Linked DNA regions of Mus musculus: all the other regions are linked to region 1. Evidence: chromatin contacts called from public HiChIP or PLAC-seq and promoter capture Hi-C data. All regions are on one chromosome and are shown on one strand. Each heading gives the region's core, a stretch centred on a gene start, on an enhancer-like site or on the middle of the called end of the contact. The rest is flanking DNA. Distances are from core to core; before and after follow the strand shown. Region 1 holds the start of Yipf6 (Yip1 domain family, member 6). Region 2 holds the start of Eda2r (ectodysplasin A2 receptor). Region 3 holds the start of Igbp1 (immunoglobulin (CD79A) binding protein 1). Region 4 holds the start of Pdzd11 (PDZ domain containing 11). Region 5 has its middle 54 kb from the start of Eda2r. Region 6 holds the start of Eda (ectodysplasin-A).

What was found. Promoter capture Hi-C pulls out the DNA fragments that hold promoters and counts their contacts. HiChIP or PLAC-seq counts read pairs in DNA pulled down with a chosen protein or histone mark.
Region 2: an H3K27ac HiChIP or PLAC-seq map of extraembryonic endoderm stem cells shows a contact between it and region 1, with 12 times the contacts expected there. The contact joins the promoter of Eda2r here to the promoter of Yipf6 in region 1. A contact is called at or near these places in 4 of 39 promoter capture datasets (the 3T3-L1 cell line, 3T3-L1-derived adipocytes, cranial neural crest and 1 more), 3 of 484 Hi-C or Micro-C datasets (muscle stem cells, reprogramming fibroblasts and uterus) and 6 of 115 datasets of contacts at active chromatin or transcription factors (astrocytes, embryonic stem cells, epiblast stem cells and 1 more).
Region 3: a promoter capture Hi-C map of pre-B cells shows a contact between it and region 1. The contact joins the promoter of Igbp1 here to the promoter of Yipf6 in region 1. A contact is called at or near these places in 8 of 39 promoter capture datasets (the C10 cell line, cranial neural crest, embryonic stem cells and 4 more), 4 of 484 Hi-C or Micro-C datasets (CD4 T cells, CD8 T cells, pre-B cells and 1 more), 2 of 115 datasets of contacts at active chromatin or transcription factors (astrocytes and large pre-B cells) and 2 of 9 other capture datasets (adipose tissue and liver).
Region 4: a contact with region 1 is called in a promoter capture Hi-C map of erythroid cells, with 54 times the contacts expected there. The contact joins the promoter of Pdzd11 here to the promoter of Yipf6 in region 1. A contact is called at or near these places in 5 of 39 promoter capture datasets (cranial neural crest, erythroid cells, liver and 1 more), 1 of 484 Hi-C or Micro-C datasets (erythroblasts), 1 of 115 datasets of contacts at active chromatin or transcription factors (large pre-B cells) and 2 of 9 other capture datasets (adipose tissue and liver).
Region 5: a contact with region 1 is called in a promoter capture Hi-C map of liver, with 5 times the contacts expected there. The contact joins the enhancer-like site here to the promoter of Yipf6 in region 1. A contact is called at or near these places in 8 of 39 promoter capture datasets (the 3T3-L1 cell line, 3T3-L1-derived adipocytes, cranial neural crest and 3 more) and 2 of 115 datasets of contacts at active chromatin or transcription factors (astrocytes and large pre-B cells).
Region 6: an H3K27ac HiChIP or PLAC-seq map of embryonic stem cells shows a contact between it and region 1, with 7 times the contacts expected there. The contact joins the promoter of Eda here to the promoter of Yipf6 in region 1. A contact is called at or near these places in 1 of 39 promoter capture datasets (pre-B cells) and 1 of 115 datasets of contacts at active chromatin or transcription factors (embryonic stem cells).

Annotation. Positions count from the first base shown.
Region 1 is chrX:98,936,373-98,939,072 of GRCm38.p6, reverse strand. It overlaps Yipf6 (Yip1 domain family, member 6), which reads right to left and starts at 1,292. Exons shown (of 7, transcript NM_207633.2): 1 at 785-1,292. The coding sequence starts at 841.
Region 2 is chrX:97,375,788-97,378,503 of GRCm38.p6, reverse strand. It overlaps Eda2r (ectodysplasin A2 receptor), which reads left to right and starts at 1,295. Exons shown (of 7, transcript NM_001161433.1): 1 at 1,295-1,403.
Region 3 is chrX:100,492,957-100,495,656 of GRCm38.p6, reverse strand. It overlaps Igbp1 (immunoglobulin (CD79A) binding protein 1), which reads right to left and starts at 1,366. Exons shown (of 6, transcript NM_008784.3): 1 at 1,101-1,366; 2 at 459-752. The coding sequence starts at 1,291. It also overlaps a transcript of Awat2 not described here.
Region 4 is chrX:100,624,621-100,627,320 of GRCm38.p6, reverse strand. It overlaps Pdzd11 (PDZ domain containing 11), which reads left to right and starts at 1,380. Exons shown (of 7, transcript NM_001356384.1): 1 at 1,380-1,435; 2 at 1,934-2,033; 3 at 2,443-2,526. The coding sequence starts at 1,947. Kif4 (kinesin family member 4) reads right to left here and starts at 1,256. Exons shown (of 30, transcript NM_008446.2): 1 at 733-1,256; 2 at 503-617. The coding sequence starts at 852.
Region 5 is chrX:97,430,078-97,432,777 of GRCm38.p6, reverse strand. No RefSeq gene overlaps it. Among named protein-coding and RNA genes, the nearest start is that of Eda2r, 54 kb to the right of the region's middle. Within about 2 kb of position 1,312, at least 60 of the 459 cell types and tissues checked have an H3K27ac peak or open chromatin away from gene starts, as enhancers often do. A contact at or near this core is called in 3T3-L1-derived adipocytes, hippocampal neurons and liver, where this site is marked.
Region 6 is chrX:99,974,115-99,976,862 of GRCm38.p6, reverse strand. It overlaps Eda (ectodysplasin-A), which reads right to left and starts at 1,257. Exons shown (of 8, transcript NM_001177937.1): 1 at 687-1,257. The coding sequence starts at 1,082.

The sequences.
Region 1 (2,700 bases), core at 43-2,542:
GCTGCCAATTTAAAACAAAAGAAATGAAAGCAGTTACTGAGCAAACAGTATATAAGCAAATACTGTTTGGGAAGAAGAACGACAGGGCGTAACAACGACTTCCTTATACTCCTCCACTCATGACTGTATTAGGCACTTCATAGAAGTTATGCCATTTTAAAGGCAGGTACCTTCTTTTCAGTTTAAGAGTCAAAAACACCCTTCACTGAAACGAAATGCTCAAACTCACAAAAGCTTCAGTGCGAATGCACTCTAGCTCACATGGGGTTAACTGTGAAGCCAGTGTTCTTAAAGCAGTATTGGTGGCTCTTAGTGACATATGTGTCATGAAGGGGATAGCAAGCACCTGCAAATAATAATTAGCTGCTTTGAGTCACCCACCGGGCAAGTAAAGGTTCCGGTTACAACCAATAAAACGACAACGTCCTGTGAGAAGCAGTTTCATTACTTGTGTAGTACTTCACAATGACTGGTGACAAGTCGTGATAAATGACAGCGATAGAGGATACTTCAGAAACCACTCCAAGCTCGGCATTTAACTCACTGTCAAAGAACCCCTAGAGTGTGGACAGACAGCGGAGAGTCTCAGAAAGGCACAGAAGGCCAGCGAATGGAAGGGAGATGCAGCTAACTCAAAGACCAGGTGTAGTGTCAGCTGGTTGTAGACGCCAAGGGCCTGCAAAGCCAAGAAGCTCTGGCTCTCTGATCCCGAAGCCTTCCCGACTCGCTTCCCGGGAGCTCTGCCTCGCCCTCAGTCCCTTCTGCCACTGTCCTCTTAACTCACCAGGGGCTTGGATGCCGCTGCCTCCTGTTCTCCCGGAGAGTCCTCCGCTTCCGCCATCTTGATAAACCTCCAACTGCTCCCCTCCCATGCGTCTCTGCGAAACCTGAGACGTGGAGACCGGGGCTGGTCAGCGCGCGGTCGCGTTAAGACGGCGTCACCGCCGGCGCCTGAGGCTGGCTGCTGCGGCGCCCAGCCGAGTTCCGGTGCTCCGGTAGCCTCCGAGGCTCGAGCGCGAGCCTATTTGCTCACTGTTTGGGGACGCAGTTTCGCTAGGGGGCGCTCCGCCTTCCACGCCCACTGAGAGTGCAGGCTAGAAGCGCCGGCTCGCCCAGCGGTGCCCCAGGCTCCAGCAAACTCCCAGCCGAACCCAATGGAGCCCAGTGATGCTCAGCTGAACCCAATCGAGCCCCGTGATGCTCAGCCGAACCCAATCGAGCCCAGAGGCCCCAGCCAAACTTAGCCGAGCCAAGTGGCATTCAGCCGAACCTAGCTGAACTTAGCCGAACTTAGCGGAACCTAGCGGTACACAGCCAAACACAATCGAGTCCAGAGGCTCCCAGCCAAACCTAGCAGAGCCCAGAGGTGCACAGCCGAACCTAGCCGGACACAGCAGAGCCCGGCAACGCACAGCGGAATACAATGGCGCTCAGAGGCGCCCAGCCGAACCTAGTAGGCACACAACCAAACCTAGCCGAATGAAGCCGAGCCCAATGGAGCCCAGAGGCTCCTGCTAAACTTAGCGGAGCCCAGTAGCGTTCAGCCAAGCCCAGCAATGCACAGCCGAACTTAGCCGAACCCAGCGGTGCACAGCCAAACACAATCGAGCCCAGAGGCTTCCAGCCGAACGTAGCAGAACCCAGAGGTGCACAGCCGAACCTAGCCGAACACAGCCGAGCCCAGCAGCGCACTACCGAACCTAGTCGGCTCACAGCCGAACGCAGCCGAGCCCAGCCGCTCACCACCGAACCTAGTCTGATCACAGCCTGACACAGCCGAACGCAGCCGAGCCCAGAGGCGAACAGCCGAAGCTAGTCGGTGCAAAGCCGAACGCAGCCGAGCCCAGCCGTGCACCACCGAACCTAGTCGGATCACAGCCGAGTGTAGCCGAACGTAGCCGAGCCCAGCGGGCACCGCCGAACCTAGTCGGATCACAGCCGAATGCAGCCGAGCCCAGCAGCGCACAGCTGAACCTATCTGAACGCAGCCAGCGGTGGCCTGCGGCACAGAGCCACACCTAGCCGAGCCCAGACAAACGAAGTCGAACGCATCGGCGTTCAGCCAAGCGCTGCCGAGACCAATGGCGCCCAGTCGATCCCAACCGAACCTAACCGCACCCAGCTGAGAGTAGGCTATCCCACCACCAGCGCCACTGCGGAGCAAAGCGGAGCACTGTGGATCCAAAACGCGCCCAACTAGGACCATCTGAAAGCAGCTGAGACTAGCAGCGCTTGACAGAACCAGTTCACCAGAAGTGGCTCTGAAGTGCCATTCCTCGTGTCCCCAAGAAAAAGGCCTCCGACTTCAAGTTGAAGAACCTGATCCCCTTGTCTACTGCCGTCCTTGCCTTACTAGTTCCCTGAGCTTCATAGCCAGCTTCCATCTCCTTCAAATCCTCAAACCTTTGTATTGTCTCCCCACAGGTCCTGCACAATTATTCTCTCTTTCATCTCCTATCAAGTGGGAGAGCTTCACTCCACTAACTTCCCAAAACCACTACAACTTTGAAGTTGCTAAGCTACTTGGTGGCAAGTACTGAAAATGTCCTTGATCAGTAGAGGCTCCTGGGGTGGGTAGTAGGCGGGGAATGGGTAGGAGTCAGCTACTGTAACCAAAAAAAAAAAAAAAAAAAAAAAGAAAGAAAGAAAAAGAAAAAAAAGAAAAAGTTAAAACAAACAAACAACAACAAAAAAACCACC
Region 2 (2,716 bases), core at 46-2,545, 1.6 Mb after region 1:
GTGAGAAGCACCACTTTTAGAATTTCAAGACCATCAAGGCTAAAAACCTTTTAAAATTTCAAATACAGAAAGCAAGACTGAGAGACATCATATGAGGTCGAGTATCCTAATCCTCAAACCAGCATTCTTTTTACTACAATGGAGTCTCAAATCTCAGTTAGCTTAGACATTCTTGTTTGTAGAAGATAGAGGAAAATCAGAGAGCTCCTGTTTTAGAAAAAAATGCCATCTCTGGGAGAAGAGGCAGATTCTTCTTCTATTAGTCACCCCTTGTCCCTACTCAGGACAAAATTAGCTATGTAGGTTAGGAATTTTCAGTTTATTCTCAGAGATAATGTCAGATGACCCCAAAGTATATGAATGTATGTATGTATTCATGTATGTATGTATGAATATTTGTATGCATGTATGTATTTATATTCAAAATACACATGTATATCACTAAATTCTACTCATTATTCTAATCCAATTCTGCTGTTTTCCTCCAAAGGTTTTCAGCCTTTGAGACTTGATTCTTAATTCCTGTTCATGCACTGCTCAGGCCAGATGAGGTTCCAGAGTTTTCTCAAGGCACATTGTTTGGTTCTCTCCTCTACACCTTGTCTCAAGCTTCCATTTCTTCCTATTTACAATGTGTTCCAGGACATCCCCCACTTCTGTCTGTCAAGTGAGACTTTAAGAAAGTGTCATTGTTGGAAGAGCATATATATATAGTGTCTGTATGTGTGTACCATAATAGGTATGTGTAGCAAGAGACCCAGAGACCCAACCGAAGTCAAAGGATGGCTTAAATTCAGAGTGAAGTATAGGATTCAGTTTTTCTTCATTTTTAGTAGTCTTTCCCAAGCTTCATATTTTCTGTTAAAACTCTTAAACTTCTGAAGGTATTAATATAAAAATGCAAAGCCAGAGCCAGAAAGTAGCTTCTCCTCGTGTCTGAGAATCCTTACTTTTTCAACTTTTGGCTTTCTCTGGAACCCCAAGCCTGCTAAATCATGTACATGAACTTTAAAAACTTAAAAAAAAAAAAAAAAGCTGCATTTTGCTAGCTGCCTCCTCCCTTCCTCCCCACAGATTAGGCTAGATCTAACTTTGGGCCCTTCCCTCCCTAGACCCAGCTTCAGTTCCTGGAGCTTTAGTAACTATTGCCAGACTTGTGACTTGGCCGGTGTTTACCCGCCAGACTCACACTGTCCTTTCAGGGGCGGGGTTTATTTGCATAACCACTCCCAGACTTATAAAATGGTCCAATAGCTGTCCTGCATTCCTTACAGGGGAGGGGACGGGGATAGGCATAACATGAAAGAAATAGAGGATGGATTTGATCTGTTGTTGCTACACGTGGAAGTGAAATGACTCCAGCAGAACCTTGGTTGCAACGGATTCCACCTATTGTGAGAGCGGTATGCCATCTGGGGGCTGAGGGGCGGCTGTTGGGCTGGGTGTCTGCTCTGTACTCGAATGCTTTTGTTCAAAGAATCCCATTGTAAGATCCATCCATTTGATCTTGACAGAGTAAGTGTGGGAACATCCTTCGTGTGGTAAATCACTTGGAACCTGTGGCACCTAGGGACGGAAATAGAGGACCAGAGAACTATATCAGATGTCCCTCTAAGAGTGCTACAAAGTCAGCATGACTTGTGGGGGGAGAAGGGATTCTGTGGCTCTCAGTCATTCTATCCGTTTGTGCCCTGACAGCATTCTCCTAGATGTCAGAAACGCTGTTATCCCTACAGCTTTGAGTAGTCAGTTCCTGCCTGTGCAGGTTCGAACTGGGGCCAGATGGCCGCTGGGAATATGCCCGGACTTGTCCAACAACCCTGTGCATCTGGGATCCAGAGATAAGGAAGAGAAGGAGCCTGGGAGTTAGCTCTTGGAGAGGAGGAGGGAACAGATTGGACAAGCAGAGCATCCTGTGGAAAGCTGAACTAGCCCACCCACGTGGTGCCTGGGCAAGTCCGGGCCTGTGTAAAAAGCAATTTGGCACTGTGTATGGGGGCTTTCAGTCCAGCCTCGTCACCAGTGCGACTGAGTTTCATTTGATCACTTGCTGCTGGAAGCCGAGCCCGGGACAGTGATATTTTGATCCGGCCTCACCCCAAACACTGGCCAAGGCCCAGACAGCTGCAAGAACTGGCAGGGTGAAAGGAGAAGGGACCTGCCAGAGACTAGGCTGGGAAAACAGGCTGTAAGATCTCATTTTGACAGGTTTTGGCAGCGCTGGCCAATTTCATCTAGGGCAGTAAGAGGTAGTAAATTGTGGAACTCGCTGTCCAGGTAAAGTTTCTGTCCCCCTTGACTCACCATACCTTTCATCCAACCTATGATGCATACTGAATATTTGCCCTCTATCACCAAGTTTGAAGTACTAAGCCATATAGAGGCTGTTCTCCCTGGAGCCTTAAGAGACTCATCCTGAGTGTAGGACGACAACCAATACTGCACAAGATGAGCTTTAAACATACAAGCAAAACTCTCTGAAGTTGTCATTGTAAGGACCATATCAACTAGAGCTAGAGAAAGACAGATATGGGTTTGCTTGTTTTTGTCTGTTTGCTTGCTTGTTTGTATGTTTTTGGACACCTTTTGAGTGTTTGATTTTTCACCAGAGGTACTGAGGGAAGATTTGTCTCAGGTTTCTTTGGGACCTGATACAATCCCATGTAGATAAGGCTGGATTGAATGATACTTATTAGCTGAGGAGGATTTTAATTTC
Region 3 (2,700 bases), core at 117-2,616, 1.6 Mb before region 1:
GTTAACATGATGCTGTACCAGGGCTATGATTAATTCAGGATGCTAGACATCCCAGCCTGTATGCATTCTGAACAGAATTGCTCAGTAAATAGTTCAAGATATTGTGTACTTTTGAAATATTTACCCCATACAAACAGCATTATGCAGTGACATGGAAAAGGTTGTGGTATACTTTGATCAACCTAATGGTTAGAATAACACTGCTACTAGTGATGACCCTAAGGTGTGTGTTGAGGGGCTGGGGGGGTGGTCCTGAAGTTTTAGCACAACCCCCTCAACAATGGCACAAAGGCTTGTTAAGATTCAGGAAAGTTTGCTTTCACCAGGGTCTATGTTCATTAAGAACCAAGAAAATAAAATACACTATTCTGTAGTACACACACACACACACACACACACACACCACACAAACACATGCACCCCCAACTACAGCCCTCAAATTACAGCCATTGACCCACCTCTCTATTTTAGCCTGTCTTTGAGATGCCATAGCAACGAGATTTGGATAGGCCATGGAGGAGCTAGCAGTATTATTTTCAGCTGAGTTAGTCTTGGTTTGGGGTAGCTGAAACTCTGCCACATGATAGCAATGACACTGAGTTAAGAAATGTACGAAGTGTTCTCGAGCCCGCTGCAAATGATCTAGACGCTTGCTGGGGTTGACTTGTTTCATGGTGAGGGCTCCTTGCAACGCTGGCACCATCAGGTACTTCAGGTCGGTGGAAGCAATCTCTTCCAGATCTTCATTTCGGCTGCAAAGAGCAAAGAGGAGGCCGTGAAGCCTGGTTGAGCATTAAGCCGTGGCCCCTGCTTCTAGGGAAGAATAGGGCTGGGAGAGAGTGGTGCAAAGACATTGGCCAGATTAAAAAGAAAGTGGCTGAGCTTGCATACCCAAGGACCAGGCAGTCAGCCGTACACGAGGGAGCATTGTTCTGGGATATTAAGCATCTCAGAAGAAAAGTGGAGAATGGAAAGAATGTACACGGGTGAACAAGTAGGAACCGCGCGGTTTTAGCCTTAAAGGTCCTTTCCACCCAAGTGCAATGGCTCTGCCCTTGCTAGCCATTCCTTCTCTGCGGTTCCTGCCCTCTCCCCCGTACCTGAACAAATCAAGCTGCGATAACATTCCAGCAGCCTTCTCAAGGAGTTCTAGTCCTTTGGACACCTTATCCTGGATTGTTCGGGAGCCGGTGGGTTCAGTTGCTACTTCCACGTCCTCCAGAAGTTTTTTGCTTGTTTCAAAGAGCTCCGGAAGCCGCGGCAGCAGTAACTCGTCTTCAGACGCTGCCATCTTGTGGAAAGAAAGAAACCCGGAAGAATTTCTACCGAAGTCAAAGGTAAACTCCATAAAGACGAGCCCTAAAGCTCTCACGACACAGGAAGCAGTAGTGCATTGGCCAGCGACTTGTTACCAAAGCTTCCCAAATGACTTCTGGGAATCGCAGTTTTCTGGCCCTGGCAACCGTTTCCAGGGACTCATTTTCAGCCAGCCGCTTGTTTTAAAGTCGTCTGTGCTGTTTTACTAAAGATGGGCTCCACGTGGCCAGAAGTGGACTTGCAAGTTCCTAGTACTCTGAGGCACAGGAGTGGCGGGGCTGATTTCCAAACTCCAGCCAGCGTGAGTAGGCGAACGTGTTCCATGCTTGGAGAACCACGAGCCTGCTATGCCAGAGAAGTCAAGTCGTTCCCCCAAGGAAAGTCCTGCTAGTCAGCGGCCACTCTCTCGGTTTCCGGGTCTGCTTACCCTAGAGGACGTGAAGTTGTAAGTCGCGCTCTCGATCAATGCCCACCCACCGCGCCACAACCTTCTGTCCCCTATACACTCGAACACCCTTTGAGCCAGCACCCTGTGAAACCTTTCTCTTTGATCAGGAACATTTGAAAACTTGCAACTCCTATCTACCAACAGCCGGCTGCCTTCCTTTCTTGGAACTTTCTTTCCAGGTCACACTTCTATGCAGTCTTTGGTTCTCTCCCCATATACTGTGCCTTTCACCTCGCCGTTCGGATTTCTTCTGTGCACGCATACAGCACGGACCACACTGCATTAATAGCTAGTGTTTTATAAAATCTCCCTTCCAGAATGATTATGAGCCATCTTAGCACCTCCTCTGGCTATCCTTCATACTGAAGTTACCCAGAGTCATGATATATAAATAGAAAAATAAAGCGATCTCTTTGGAAATCAGCTCAGCTTTGCAGATACTAGATGGCTGGCTACCTAGTGCTCAGGTGTGCTTATCTTAAATTTAGATGTGTTGTAAAAGTAAATTACAGGTCAGATTTTGATTATATAATCAAAACATGTAAAAATATCTCAACGCTTTGACTATATGTTGAATGATAATATTTTTGAGACAGGGTCTTTTGTAATCCAGTCTGGCTTTGAAGCGCGATGGCCTTTACCTTCCAATCCCATGTGCAGGGATTACAAGAGCGTGTCACCACATTTGGTTCCTAGGGATTGAACTCAGGGCTTTGTGCATTCTACACAAGCGCTCTACCAGTTGAACCACACACACCCAATAATAGTATTTTAGTATATTCAGTTATGCGTTCTTAAATTTTCTTTGTTTTTAAAAATAGATGCCAACTATTTTTTTTGTTATTATTTTTTTGTTGTTGTTTTGAAACAAGTTCTCAAACTTGCTATGTAGGTAAGGATGATATTGAACTTGAGATCCATGGTTTCTACCTCCT
Region 4 (2,700 bases), core at 131-2,630, 1.7 Mb before region 1:
CATGCGTTTGCTTTCCAGCACAGCATAAGCCAAATCAAGGAGGGTGGTTGTACTGGCTAGTTTTGTGTCAACTTGACACAGCTGGAGTTATCACAGAGTAAGGACCTTCAGTTGAGGAAATACCTCCATGAGATCCAACTGTAAGGCATTTTCTCAATTAGTGATCAAGGGGGAAAGGCCCCTTGTGGGTGGGACCATCCCTGGGCTGGTAGTCTTGGGTTCTATAAGAGAACAGGCTGAGCAAGCCAGGGGAAGGAAGCCAGTAAGGAACATCCCTCCATGGCTTCTACATCAGTCTTTGCCTCCCAAGTGCTGAAATGAAAGGTTCTCTGTGAGGTCCCAAGACAACAAAATATGTCTAGGTCAAAGATAAACTGGATGTGTTACTAGGCTGTGGGCTGTTTTTAAAGGCAGAAGTCTGTTTCATCCATTCCTCTTATTTGTAGTGCCTATATGACCCACCCACACACACACAAACGCCCAGTGAATTAGACAGCCTCACCTTTAAACACGCCTTTTATGAGTGGAGCTACTGCTGTATTAAAGACCTCTTCCTGTTCAGTAGAGGGGTCAAACACAAAATCGTAGGTAAATGATTTATCATTACCAACCACCACCTGCAAGAGGCAAGAGACAAGGATGGGGAAGGATTAAAAAAAAAATGCCTGACCACGCCCCTCGCTCCTTTCAGCCTCAGCTGTGGAGGAAGCCACTCCAGACTCGACTACCCACCTGAGGCTCTCCGGGCACAAAGGAAAGGCACGTCTGGCAGCCCTCCTTAATCTCTTTCGAGACGAGGGGGCGACAACGCAGTGCCACTCTTACGGGAATCCCCTTCACCTCTTCTTTCATGGTACCAGCTCAGCAGGTGTCCGTGCTGGGTGAAGCCGGCTCTCCCAGGAGCCCCCGGAGGCTGGCAGGAGTGGAAAGGCCCTTCTCAGGCGGTGGGAGAGCTCGGAACTCGCTGATGCACTCTCCCTCCCAGCGGGATCACGGTGTCCTGTCACTCTTGGCCACCGCCTAAAGGTTTGTCAGTCCCAATACTGCAGGGCGAAGCGGCGTCAGCAATAAGGAAACTCCAGCAGAGACAGCAACCGCGACCCCAAGCCCTAAAGTGCTCCAAAGCGCAGAATCGGAGCTAACGCGGTGCCCGGGTAACTCACCAAACTAAACGTCCCTCTCACCGACCTTCCCTGGCGCCCTGTTCCAACCGGAGCTTTAACCGCCAAGTTTCAAATTGATCCCAGAGGCGCCAGCCAATCGGAGCGCGTACAGCCTGTGAGAAGCAGACGAACTTGAGCACGCACACCGTGACGCGCAAGGAGGCTGGAGCTCTGGCTCGCCCAAAGAGAGCTCCGCCCCGGCAGGGTGGTAGGAGCATCCGCTTCCGGTTCCGACGCCGAATTGGCTGTCGCTGACCGAGGCCTTCTTACCGGTGAGGTGGCCCTGAGTTAAGTGGTCGCGAGCGCGGGATTCGGGCGGGTTGCAGGACCTGGATCTAGAAGGTAGCCCGTGTAGACGGAACCCGTCTGTGGACACCACGTTTACTAAGCACCTCTAGAGATTGTGTCTGGCCCCAATCCCTATGGGATAGTTAAGAGTTGGCACTCCCTTGCTGTTTTAAAGTAGATCTTTGTAGATGTGTAGATTCTCTTTTCCTAGGTTGGAAGTGGTGACACCTATTGTTTTTTGTAGAATTGTGAGAAATGCAAACATGCCATTAGAGTGCTTAAAAAATTAATTTTTTTGTCTTTTGTTTTTGTTATTTTGTTTTGTAGCCTGCCTCTCCTCCCTACCCCCCCTCCCCAATCTTAACACCTACTTGTGGGCTAGTCCCATAAAGGAATGGCCCTCGGCTGGAAGGCTTTCTGGAACTTAGAGTGCTTGGTCCTTTTTAAAATCATTTTCGTTTCCTTTGATTCGTCCTTTTCAGGGCTTTGCCTGAAATGGACAACCGGATTCCCTATGATGACTACCCTGTGGTTTTCCTGCCGGCCTATGAAAACCCTCCAGCGTGGATTCCTCCTCATGAGGTGGGCGCCATCTGCATTCCTGAATAATCATGAGATCTATGAAAGAAAAAGTAGCAGGGCTAGGAAACTCAGTGGAGAGTGGATCTTAGGTGAATTCTGAGCAACAGTGACCCACTGGTGACTTCTTGCAGAATCACCATGCCAGAACCCTTCACACTGGTGAATTCTGAAAATTCAGAGCCTTAATTTCCATCCTGTCAATAAGAAAGGACTAGGGATCTATAGGGCCACTAACATGTCCCGAGACTAAACAGCCACTCCTCTGGACTGTTTTATCTGTGCTTTGTAAACTGAGTCAATGGCTTTACCAATTCCTGACATATATCTGGTTTATTGGTATTCTAAAAGAAGGTAGATGTAACACATCTAAGACTGGGAATAAGATTTCGGGGATTGCTGTATCTTGCAGAGAGTGTACCACCCAGACTACAACAATGAGTTGACCCAGTTTCTGCCCCGAATTGTTACACTGAAGAAGCCTCCTGGTGCTCAGGTAAACTTATAGGGGCTCTTATTCCAGTAACGTTTGGTCCATGCCAGAAATTGGCCATGGTTGGGGTGTGGATGTGGATTGGGAGGTAGGTGACCAGAAAAGCAGAGGTGGCACTTCTACAGCATCTCCTTTTCTTCTGAGTACATAGATGTCCCTGTTCTTATGTCTCTGCTG
Region 5 (2,700 bases), core at 63-2,562, 1.5 Mb after region 1:
CATGTATTCCCAGTTTTGTGGAGGTTGCAGTAAGAGAATTGTGAGTTCAAGGCCTGCTTAGGCTGCAATAGAGAACTCAAAATCAGTCCACGAAACTTGGAGAGTATTTCTCAAACTAAGCAGTTGTAATTGGTGGGAATATCTCAGTGGAAGAGCATTTATTTGTTGAGCATGTGCAAGGCAATAGGCTCAATCTCTAACATCATAAGAGAAATTTGCTGAGTACATACAAAATGGCATGTAGCACTACAGAAACTGGAGATTTGAACATGTTTTCTTTTCTCTGAGTGCATAGCAGATACTGAGGGAAAAGACAACAAATACATCATCAATAACAAAAGTTGACAATGTTGTTACTTTTTTGTTTTGTTTTGTTTTGTTTGTTTGTTTTTTGGAGACAGGATTTCTCTGTATAGCCCTGGCTGTCCTAGAACTCACTCTCTAGACCACGCTGGCCTTGAACTCAGAAATCCACCTGGCTCTGCCTCCTAAATGCTAGAATTAAAGGCGTGGGCCACCACTGCCTGGCTTGTTACAATGTTTAAAATCTTACCCCTTCTAGATTAGTGCTAGGAGCCATGCTATCTGAGTTGTGTGCTACTTAGAAGAGTGCAGGAATATAGCACATTAAGGAAGAGAACAGACTGTGCAAACAATTAGTGTAAAACAGATGATCTGACTTGTTTCACATGGGCAAGGGGGTCTTTAAGGCTGTCAAATGACAAATAAAACTGTGACTATGCTTCATATCTGACAAAAATTTGATTAGATTTATGGTCAGGTTTTTGATAACAACTTGAGGTTTTTAAATTGGAAAGTAATCGAAAAGAGTACAGAGAAGAGCATGACACCTTAGAATTAGAAGAAAATATCTTAAGCTGGGCCACAAAGGGCTCTGTTTTTGCCCCTCCCCATTTTACGATTTTGAAATCCACCCAAAAATTAATAGTAAAATGAATAACTTGAGGAAGTGCATATTACAGAAATATATACTGTATATGAAGAAAACACAACGTCTGACAGTATATGGTTAGGACCTCAGAGAAATGTGTACTCCAGCGCCCTCTGCTGAATTCTTATGTCTATTTTCCTAAATTCTTGTGACGCAGTTTCGGATTCAAAGCTAAAGTGGCAAGGACCCTGCACCACAGACATAACAGGGTTGCTAGTAACAGCATTGAGGGGATTGGCAAAGACCTTAACCTCTGGTTTGGGTTGGCAGCCCGCAGGAGAGTATAAGCTCATGTTTTTGGACAAGTAGATGTCCGTAAACATTAAGAATAAAGCTGTTGTCATTACAGAGCAGCAGTCCAGCAGGTGGAGATAGAGGGTAACAAGAGGGCCTCAGCTTCTCTGAAATTTCTAGAACTGGACTGCTTTATTAGAGTTTAAGGCTGTGTTCCAAGTTTTCAATGATGGAATTAATCTTTGGAGCTATTTCTTTTATTATTATTTTCTTCAGAGTTTCCAGAATAACCTACACTACAAAGATTTTAGGCAGTGGTGTAGAGAACAGTATATAAACACATACACATGTAAATTTGTGCACTTTTGGGAAGGGAATGTCTTTACCTTTCATTAGATTTTCACAAAGCATTTGTTTGGTAAGTGCTTGCATTAGAAGACAGAACCCTGGGCCATTGATAGGACACTGTAATTGCTTTTCAGAATTCTAGAGCCAAACTCTCTTTGTAATATTTACTAGGCTTGTTCCTAGCTTGAAATCCCAGGCAATGTTCCCAGCTTGTCTCTGACACACCTGCCTCATCCATAAAATGGGCTTACTAGCAGCATTAATGAAATAGCTGATGGAAATGAGTCTAGGCTTCCCCAAGAGTTCAGTAAGCCTTGGCAACATTTTAATACATCATGCTGATATAAAGACTCAAAATCCATTATCTCCTTTGATGTTAAATACAATTGTATGAAACGTGTTTGCACTTAAAGGAATATGAGATAGACAGACTAAATTACTTGAACAAGATCATGCAGTCAAGTTAATGACAAAATGAGACACTAGAAATTTTTTTAAAAAGTACAAAAAACCCTTACCATAATTGACTGCTATAAAATCCTTATATTGATGATTTAAGCCCAAATTCTGATTCTGGATTTCATTTTACAGTTGAAAAATGATATCCCATATGGTACTGTACCCAGTCTTAGCTTAAACATGTGTTACAAGAAGCAAAATATATCTTAGAAGAATCCAGTATATTTACGGAAGAAAACTTCATTACCATGTGCTTTGTAAATACTGAGAATTCTCTTTTTTTTTAGAGCTAAAATTTCTTTTTTAAAATTTTTATTAGATATTTTCTTCATTTACATTTCAAATGCTATCCCAAAAGTCCCCTATATCCTCCCCCCACCCTGCTCCCCAACCCACCCACTCCCACTTCTTCGCCCTGGCATTCCCCTGTACTGGGGCATATACAGTTTGCAAGACCAAGGGGCCTCTCTTCCCAGTGATGGCCGACTAGGCCATCTTCTGCTACATATGCAGCTAGAGACACGAGCTCTGGGGGTACTGGTTAGTTTATATTGTTGTTCCACCTATAGGGTTGCAGATCCCTTTAGCTCCTTGAGTACTTTCTCTAGCTTCTCCACTGGGGGCCCTGTGTTCCATCCTATAGATGACTGTGAGCATCCTTGTATGTATTTGCCAGGCACTAGCATAGCCTCACAGGAGACAGCTAT
Region 6 (2,748 bases), core at 8-2,507, 1.0 Mb before region 1:
TTTTATTTCCATAGATTTTTTAAATTGCTGTTCAGAAGTTGTCTAGCAAGACGGCATATTTCTACCAGAATTCCTCAGGGGCGCTGATCCTAACTAGAACGCAGAAGAGAATCCGTCTCAAGTTGCAGGTAAGTGTGAAAAAAGCTCAGGTCCTGGTCAGCGCACAAGAATCCAGCGCTGAAAGTATGGTTAAAAGTTGTTTCAACGGGCGTGGAACAGTTAGTACAGCTGTTTACAGCTCCAACTCCAAAGAGGAGCCTGCTAGTGCTGGCATCAGCTCGGGACACGAAGAAACAAGCACCACGGGCAGAGAAACTCACCAGGGGGCACGAGGGGCCAAGCTGCTCGCCGTTAGACGGCCACGGGGGCGGCGCAGGCACCTCCGCGCCCGGATGGGTGCAAGGCAGGCCAACTTTTCGCTAAGCAGCCCACACCTCCCCGGGGGCGGCGCGTGCAGGCTGGGCTTTCCAACTCCACGGGACCGGAGAGGGTCTGGATGAGCCAAGGCAGGAACCGAGAACAACCTGACCTGGACAACCTCTCCCCAGCACTCCGGCCCACTCCCAGCTCCTGCCCTGGAACTTGGCTCTGAGTGGCAGAGTCCCCTGAGCCCTGAGGCCCAGGCCCCCGCCCAACCGAGCAGGGGAGGGGGCCTCCAAGGCCGCCGCCCCTCCTAGGTGACTCACCTGGTGCCGGTCCTGGGAGTCAGGGGGGAGTGGATCTTCTCCCGGTTCCAAAGGCTGCTGTTGAAAGGACGGCTGCCCCAGGTGGCGGGTGATGGGACCCACCGGGTCGAGGCTCCCAGGGCTGCTTAGGGTGCCAGAGGTGCCAGGAGCACCCGGGCCACCGAGGCGGGACTCGGTTCCCCGTTCCCGCCGCAATTCGGACCGCAACTCTAGGTAGCAGCACAGCGTCAGCAGGTGGAGGGCCAGCGAGAGGCCAAAGAAACCCAGGAAGAGCCGGCAGCTGTTCCCTTCGCCCGCCCGAGCAGGGGCCCCGCGACAGCCGCAGCCCTGGCTGCCCCGCTCCCTTGGCGCTGCCGCAGGCAGGGGTTCCCTGCGCTCTACCTCTGGGTAGCCCATGGCCTCCAGAGACAACCACTATCTGAGGCCCGGGAGCCTCTGCCTCTGCCTCAGTCCTTCACGACCCCTGACAGGCGACTACTGTCCTGCCATCGGCTGGGGGCTGCAGGGACCCGTTCCTGAGCGACGGTGGCTGGGCGGGACAGAACAGGGAGCAGCCGCATGTGCAGCTCCACTCCGAGGGGTGGGAAAGGGAGGAGGAGGGGCGGGCGAGAGGGGCGGCGCGGCCAGAGAGGGAATGAGGGAGGAGGTCCTCACCTACCCCGCCCCATGCCTCAAGGGGCGGCCGGGACGCCCAACCACGGGCCCGCCAGGCCTGGCTGCCCCGCCCCCTGCCGTTCCACTCGGGCCTCCAGCCGTGGGGCGGGGCCTGGGGGCGTGGGGGTTCACCTCTGCCTGGCAGCCCCACCCAGCTCTTCCCGCTTGCCCCGTTGCAGTTGGTGAGGGCGGCTGTCGTTCATCTCTAGACTCCACCCCGGTTTAACCCTTCAGCGCCGCTATGGGGGAGGGCAGGAGGGGGAGGCTGAGAAGAATTTGGGAACCTTGGAAAGAACGTGGAGAAAAGAAAAGGAGGCAGAAACTAGCATTAATAGAAATGTTTGCAATTAACTGCAGTTGCTAATAACATCATCCAGTACTTATCTGTTGCTTTCAATCTTCAAAGCGTTTAACAGACGTTAAACTAATTAAAACAGTTCAGGGTTTGGAATGAAACCATGCCTGCTGTGTTTGCAATTCAATGGCTCGCCAGAAGAAAAGGAGACCTAGGAGCCTGGGAGCCAAACAGACTGGGAACAGGGCAACCTCACTCCTAAAATGAGTCTTGGGGCACAGTCTGAGGGCATAGAGAGGGTGCCTAGTGCCAAGTAAAACTGAAGTGATGCTGTCCGTTGAAGGCTAAAACCGTTTCCTAGGATTTCTTGATATAGTAATTCATTCAACAGATATGCATTGATCCCTTTCACAGTGCAGAAAGTACCGTGTGAGAGAACCCTCAGGCAAAAGTTTATCTTTTTCCAGAGCTGCACAAGTTTTGGAAGAACTTGAGCCTTCGAGGAGCAGGTGGGGAAACTGAGGGTCATGATGAGGTGAATTTTTACAGGGGTGGTCCACAGCATGGCCAGACACTATTGGCATCTGTATTCGCAGGCAACTGTTCTGGCCTCTCCACCCTTCCCATGCTTCCCCTGGAGTACTCCCTGGGGTAAGTTCAACAAGTCAGCCAAATGTTCCAGATGTACACTGCTGCAACGGCAGCATCTTCAACAGCTGCACCAATCAGAAACAGGGTCAGAGGGGGGAAAATGGCAAATGTCAGAACAATAGACCTGGAAATGAAGGATGGAAAAGATTAGTTGTCAAGAGTCACAATTGACAAGTGTTAGTAGTCTCAAATTTTAGAGAACTAAATAACTGTAGCAGAGCAAGCAGCCACTTTTTTTTTTACCCAGTAGGTACACTCATTTCCATGTAATTGAGAAATGAATAATTAGCAATTTTATTAACTTGAAGCAAGCGTAGTAAAAGCCACTGAGGAGGCTCAGTGGTGCGCCGGAGCACTTAAGGCTAGGCCTAAGACCTATGCTCATAAGGGAGAAGAAAAACACATAAGAGTGTAGAAAGGAGACAAAAGAGAAACAAAACCAAAAGCATATGGTGGGGAGGT